Linked DNA regions of Mus musculus: region 2 is linked to region 1. A link is a contact called in public HiChIP or PLAC-seq data. All regions are on one chromosome and are shown on one strand. The core of a region is the stretch at or near the end of the contact, and the rest is flanking DNA. Distances in the headings are between cores, read along the strand shown.

Evidence for each region. HiChIP or PLAC-seq counts read pairs in DNA pulled down with a chosen protein or histone mark.
Region 2: a contact with region 1 is called in an H3K4me3 HiChIP or PLAC-seq map of bone marrow-derived macrophages, with 2.6 times the contacts expected there. The contact joins two enhancer-like sites. A contact is called at or near these places in 1 of 15 datasets of contacts at CTCF or cohesin (pro-B cells), 2 of 484 Hi-C or Micro-C datasets (Th2 cells and nephron progenitors), 2 of 115 datasets of contacts at active chromatin or transcription factors (bone marrow-derived macrophages and large pre-B cells) and 1 of 9 other capture datasets (liver).

The regions. Positions count from the first base shown.
Region 1 is chr11:44,422,956-44,426,552 of GRCm38.p6, forward strand. No RefSeq gene overlaps it. Among named protein-coding and RNA genes, the nearest start is that of Il12b, 25 kb to the left of the region's middle. Within about 2 kb of position 2,321, at least 12 of the 459 cell types and tissues checked have an H3K27ac peak or open chromatin away from gene starts, as enhancers often do. A contact at or near this core is called in bone marrow-derived macrophages, where this site is marked.
Region 2 is chr11:44,544,112-44,547,635 of GRCm38.p6, forward strand. All of the region lies in intron 4 of Rnf145 (ring finger protein 145), which reads left to right. Among named protein-coding and RNA genes, the nearest start is that of Gm51891, 14 kb to the left of the region's middle. Within about 2 kb of position 1,335, at least 125 of the 459 cell types and tissues checked have an H3K27ac peak or open chromatin away from gene starts, as enhancers often do. A contact at or near this core is called in bone marrow-derived macrophages, where this site is marked.

The sequences.
Region 1 (3,597 bases), core at 1,071-3,570:
TAACATTGTTGCCGGGTGATTGCTAAGAGCGAGATTTTGGATTCAACACCCCCTTCCAGTGTCCTTTTGCTTAAACAACTCCACGTGCCAAAATGTCACTCTGGACTTGCCTATCCCAAGCCCCAGTGATGCTTAGGAAGCTAATTTTCACTAGACTTAATGTGTGAGCTACATTTGTACTGCTGCAATAAAATACCCGACAGAAACCACTTATGGAGAAAAGGTTTATTTTAAGTCAGGTCTTAAGACTGATATTGTAACAGGGAAGGCACCCGGGAGTATCCTTTTGGCCACAGGAGAATGCTGGGAGATGTTTCACCCGGTCCTAGTTCAGGAAGAAGAGAGTGAATGAAGAACACAGAAGGCTGACTTTCCAGGGAGCATCTCTACCGACTTATTTCCACCCGCCAACCCCCACCTCCTAAGACTTGACAGCCTTCAAAATAGTGCCACAGCTGGGGGGGTGGGGGTGGGGGTGGGGGGTGGGGGTGGGGGGTGGGGCAAGTGTTGAAAACATGAAGCCATGGGTATGCCTGGGATTCGAACCACAATCCGTTTACACTGCTTCAGAAAAAGCATTCTGATTCTGGACTGAGCTCTGGGCAGGGCTAGGGGTGGAAGGCCAGCTGTTGAAGTCTCTGAGAGCTAGCTTGGGACGGAGGGATCATTCATCAACAGGGGAGTGGGGAGGAGATAATTTGGCTCAGAATCTTTTCTCTTACAATCAATCTGCAACCCCTCTCCCCCTCCACGTGGAGCTATCAAGATGCAGTGATTCCAGCCGCTGACATCAGGGATCTTACAATCTGTTAAGAGAGCATTTAACACACCACTAAAGTGAGTGAATTAAAACACAAGCCAACTCAGAGAAAGGTATTTGCACCATAAATGTTTCCCTTCCAGAGGTTTCTAGCTCCTGGGAGGAGCTCTCTCTTTGTCATCTTCCCAGAATATAGTAATTTAGCATCAACCTACCAATTCGCCTTGCCTCTAAATCAGACCCTAAGCATGTCCTTCTATTCAGTACAGCCCTTCTTCCAGGATAGCATTTGTGAGGAAAATGTCTTTGGACAAGACTTTCTCCAGAGGGTTGTATTATACCAAGGAAATTAATTCCCTCTTTCGGGCTCATAAAATGCAAAACGAAAATCAGCATTCCAGCTGAAGGCTGAGGGGACCAGGAGTGCATACTGAAAACCCTCCTTCTGCGGGAAGCATGCTGCAGGGGCTCATTAGCATTTACCTTCACACAGGCCTGGCTTCTGCAGAGCCAGGCACTCTGGCTGCCCTCTGTGGCTTGGTATGGCTTCTCCACTGATGGATGCCATGGCAGGATGAGCTTTCGAGCTCCACAGATGCTCGCTGGACTCCCATCTTGCCTCACAAAGCACATAGACCACCTCAAAACTCCCCTTTACCCCAGCCCACATGGAACCTCCCCCGGGTGCTGGTAGAAGGCATTAACTGAAGAATAAGAGAGGACAGGGTCATGAGTACCAGGACACCAGGTGTCCTCCAGTGACCTTGGCTTTGACGGGGAGGGAAGCACAAAGAATGTCTACTGTGGTTGCTGGTCTTCTAAGGTCAGACCCAGGAGATCCTAAACCCTCTCTTCTTTCCTCCTCGTGGTTTGGACCATGTGCTCATCCAAAGCTATGTTCTGCCACTTACAGGCTCATGGCCACGACAGGGCTCTCAAATCATAGTACCCAAAGCAATGTAAAATAGTTCCATAGAACCTTCCAAAGCATTCTTCTTCCTTCGGTTGTGGCTTGGTGAAATCCACCCACCCACCCAGTCACACACACACACACACACATATACACACACACGTCCTTAGAGGTTCCCAGCCAGAAGTTGTCTAGCTGGTTTGTGTCAGGGTCTCTCTGTTCATCTGGGCATCTTAGGTGACGTGCCAGCACACAGTGATTTAGCAGGGGGACCACAAAGGAGCATCTGCTGCACCCGAGATCTAGTTGCTTTCAAGCAGAATGTATTAGTTTCTTTCCTGTGTTGCTAAACTTTAAACTTTGTGTCCTCTCATAGGAAGAAGCAGACAAAAGCAGAATTGTCCCACGCTAGGCCCCCAAGTCTTGTTCACCACAGAGAGCCCTGGGCCTCTCCACACTCCCACAGCTTTGCAGGGCACAACTGAAGAATGTCTGGCCCTGTAAGAGGAGAAAAATGAAGGCAGCCTGCCGCCCTGCCCAAGGACTAGAGCCTGATTGATGTCAGTGCTCAAACTTGAACTTGGATCTCCGGACTCCCACTTTGCCCAGCCCTCGTAATGAGTCATAATTCCCAGGAGATTGGCATTAATATGACCAGTCTGTCGCCAGAGTGAGACAGCACGTTAAAATTTACTATCTCCTACAAGCACGCTCTAGTGCTAATTACCTTCTCAAAATAGTGTCTGTCTCCTTGGATCATGGCGTTCAGAACCTGGAGAGTAGCTTCCATTGCACCCCGTGGAAAAACACCAGCAAACCATGGGACTCTGTGTGGTGGCTTTTCTCCATTGTCTCCTTGGATCATCATGGAACCAAAGTCCTGAGCATGTCTGGGCTTCTAAATTGGGTTTCCTGAGTCGGGAAGACCCACCCTATGTAAATGATACCCTCATGGACTGGGATGGCAGACGGGATCAAAATGTGCAAAGAAGCTGAGGGCAAGCGTTCATCTCCCTCTGCTTCCTGCCTGCAGAATGCAGTGTGTCCTGCTGCCTAAACCTCCCGACACTGGAACTTCCATCCCATGACAGACTGTACTCTCCGACTGTCAATCAAAATTAACTGTTCTTTGTCCAGAAGTCACTTTTGTCAGATACTTTTTCAAAGCAACAAGATGAGTAACCTGCGTGGCTTATCAACATGGAAAGGTCATGGCTGGGCTTGCCCTGCACTGCCTGCTGCAAGCCTTCAGCAGCCCTGTGCTAATTAGGTCATGTGCCTGCTGCAGGCACCCAGTGTCCTGTCGGCCCATGTGATTTGGTAGCAGAGAGCTCGATTATAGCCCTCACTTGATTCATTAGTCATCCATACACAATAAAAAAAAAAAAAAGTTGGTACTGGGAGAAATTGAAGAAGGAAGAGTTTCATTCTGTTGTCTATTTCTTCTTTCATTTAGCAAATAGTTACTCTGCCTGCCTCTGTATGCAGTGCAAAAGAAAACACATTAACGCGGTAGCCAGAACGATTGCCTTTTAAGAACCTCCACCCTAGACAGGACAGAAGACAGTGTGGTGAGTGCTTATATAGGTGAGGAGTTATAAGTTGGGATACTTTGAACTGCAAGTAAAAGAACCTGTATTAAAATTGACTTGACCAAGTAAAAGGTATGAAGGATAAAAATGCTAGGAATTCTGGGAGGAAGATGTAGCAATTAATTAATCCAGCAGTTCAATGACATCATTTGCAAGCTCGGGTCTTTTCCATCAGCCTTAATATTTTGTTTTTCTTCCTACAAGATGGCTGCTACATTGCCAACCAACATGCTGCCATGTTATGCATCAAAACTGGAAGGGCAGTTCTCTTCTAAAAGAGGGTATGTGTTGTTGTTGTTGCTGCTGCTGCTGTTATTATTGCTTTGGGTGTGTTT
Region 2 (3,524 bases), core at 85-2,584, 120 kb after region 1:
CCCTCCCTCCCTCCCTCCCTCCCTTCCTTCCTCCTCCCTCCTTTCCTTCCTCCCCCTCTTTTCCCTCCCCCCATTTCTTCCTGTACTTATTGAGTGTGTGCACACGTGTGTCATGTGCTCATGCCTTGATGAGTGTGTCCGTCAGAGGGCAGCTTGCAGGAGTTGCTGTTCTTCTTCCGTCCTGTGGGTCAGGTCATCAGCTTGTTCCCATAGATGCTTCTTACTGTTTGTATTTATCATCATATCAAAAATAGTTCATAGAGGCTTGTGGTTCTTAAGGGGTTTTTAAATATCGGAGAAGATTAATTTTTAAACAGCTAGTCATTACTTTGAAAGGCTAAAGTGATTAGCTATGTCTCAGGCTTACTTACTGCTGCTGGAAGTGAGCGTCTTGTTGTCAGAAACATGTACATGGCTGAAGCACAATGTTAAAAATAAAAGTGCTGAATAGATACAGTCCTAAGTGAACCACCCACCATGCCAGAGACCCCACACAGGAAGCGAGGGAACCGACTCTGAAGCCAAGCCTCTTAGAAGACAGTATTAAAGAGAGGGAAACAGAGGTCAAAGGACTGCCCAGATCTCTATACAGAGAAGACTCAGGGGTGCACCACTAAGAGGGTTGTGTGTCTGGGGACGGATCTAGGCTGGCCAGCTAAAGCTGGTCATCCAGAACTCAGCCACACGTGGCTGCCAAGCACTGGAAATGCCCCTCTCACACATGGTACTCCAGGTACACTTAGTGCAAGTAAAACATCTCTAATATGTGCTGATAAGATTTAAGGTATACTTGATTTTGTAAAATATATTGTTTTTACCTTTTTCTGTTACTTTTTGAAATGAGACACCTAGAGGAAAAATGTAGATTCTGTCTGTAGCCCCTCTCTTTCTTCTGATGTGACGTCCAGGACCAGCAATGGACTGTTGAGCTTCTGCACGTGGAGTGAAAATTCTTGCAGGGTTTTCCCTGCGTGTTCTGAATTGTAAAGGCCAAGGCTGGGCTCCCTGAAGCCTGGGAAAGGTGGCTGAAACCTGCACAGCACTTTGTCTTGAATTTCCAAATCTCGGGGGTGGGGTGGGGTGGGGTCAGAGCTGGCCAGTGCTGATGCCTTCTCAGGTGCTACTTGAGGGATCCCTAGTGATGAGGGCAGTCTTGGAGGCACACGTATTTGTCTCCGGGAAGAAAACCAGTTGGGCTTGTCTAGTTCAAAGGGCACCAAAAAGACGTCATTCATTCAGCCAAACAGGAATTGACCCACTTGCCCACAGTGCTGCAGATTGACGGAAGGAGCAGGCAGCAGAGCTCTTCCTGCTCTGCCCGGTGTAGGCTGGCTGTTTTTGCAGAGGAGGGGGGGCCTTCAGCTGTGCTGCTTCTCCTCCTCTTCCTCCTTCCTTTACCCGCTCTTTACTGTCTCATTTTCTCACCAGTTCTCTTTCTCCCCCACCCTTTTCTTCTTCCTCGTACCCTGTTTGAGTTGTTTGGTCATTTGAGGCAGACTCTGCTCTGGTCCAGGCTGGCCTGGTTATGTTCTCACTGTCAGTATCTTAACTAAGAACTAGTTGATGAGGAAAGAAAATGATGTCTGTGCCATATTAAAGGGTGGCTTTTTTTTCCCTCACATTGATGTTTTTTTTTTGTTGTTTTTGTTTTTTTTTTTTGTTTTTTTTTTTGTTTTTCGAGACAGGGTTTCTCTGTATAGCCCTGGCTGTCCTGGAACTCACTTTATAGACCAGGCTGGCCTTGAACTCAGAAATCCACCTGCCTCTGCCTCCCGAGTGCTGGGATTAAAGGCGTGCGCCACCATGCCTGGCTCATATTGATTTTTAAAGTAAATTCTCTCTGCTGTTTCAGTAATAATGAGCTTCTGGGTTGGAGATGCCGCTCTGTAGTGGGACCATCAGCTCAGCAGGATGAGGCTCTGCGTTCCATTCCCAGCACTACAAAAAGAGAACTAACAAACACAAAAGCAGTCTTTTAAAGAAAAACCAGAGCCATTTAAATGTTCCATGAGTTCCTGGAAGTTCAACCCTCCCAGAGTTTTTTCTAATTGTGGAGTCATGAATTCAGAGTACAGAGTCTAGAGTGCTTCTGATTTACTCAGTGTGACCATTGGGGTAGGGGCCTCGCGGAGGGAGCTGTAGGGGATTTCACTGAGTCCCTTGCAGCAGCAAGGATCACTAGTCCTAGAGGAAAATGCCTTCTGAGGCATGGTCCCTCAGAGGAGATGTGGACATGTGGCCAGAGCAAGTCCTGCCTGCCGGGGCCTGGACGCGGGGACTTCAGAGCTGGGCGAGGGGTGGGGATTGGAGGGAAGTTTCCATCCTGCTGACCAGGGAAACCGAGGGAGGCATCACACCACAGCTTCTGCTGCCCGAGCACTTCCTCCCAGCCTTTGCTTTTCTGCTTTCACTTTCTGATTTTATTTTAATAAAGGAAATGTTCCCATTCTTATCATCAAAAATGGGCTAATTATGATGAAAACGAGCCTCCTCCTGCAGCCTCTCCCGCATGCTCCATCTGCCCCAGCCTCTCTAAGTTCCTGGTGACCCTTCCTCCCCGGCTGGGTGCTCTTCCTTGTGGAAATCCAGCCGCCCTACTCGTGCATCCTCCTCCTTGCCAGCTCTCTCCCTCTCTGTAGTTTCTCAGTCTTTGAAGGGAGTTGTGCTTTTGTTTGGCTTTCTGATTCATCAGCTCTGTCTCCAGTGGTTTCACATTTTAAGTTTTGTTCTGCGTTCTTTCTGACACTTGTTCTATTGACTGTTTCCTCTTACTTTTTAAATGTTTACTTCTCATATGAAGCATTTAACTTTTTGGAGGAAGACTTGGTTCTTTTTGTTTTTTTTGTTTGTTTGTTTTTTTCGAGATGGGGTTTCTTGTGTAGCCCTGGCTGTCCTGGAACTCACTCGAACTCAGAAATCTGCCTGCCTCTACCTCCCGAGTGCTGGGATTAAAGGCATGCGCCGCCAACGCCCGGCTGAAGACTTGGTTCTTTAAGTTTATCTGGAGGTGTATGTCAGAGCCCATAATTTTTTTTTTTCCCTATCAGGCTTCTAGTGTACCCTGTAGTCCTAGGGTAGCTAGGAAATGGAGGCAGGAGGATCCTGAATGTGAAGCCAGCCTGGGTGACTGATCCACTTTAAGCAAATATTAGGAAGCATCCTGGTTTATGCTTACTCATGTGTATTATAAAAGTGCAGGGTTATCATAAATATATATGCTTATTCCTACAAGTACTTCATAATTATGTGACATGGGGAAAAGCTGAATGCTGATACATCAGACACACTCAACATAATGTACCTGACAGGTGATAGCAATGCCTACTGTGGGGTAGACCTGGGCCAACAGTGAATGGAGCGGGGCAAGTCGTTTGCAGAACAGTTGAACACTCTGATCATTATATAAATAAAATATGGGTGTGTGATACGGGGCTGGAGAAATGATGGCTCACTGGTTAAGAACGCTTTCTGCTCTTGCTGAGGACCCAAGCTTGATTCCCAGCACCCACACCTGTCTGCTCACT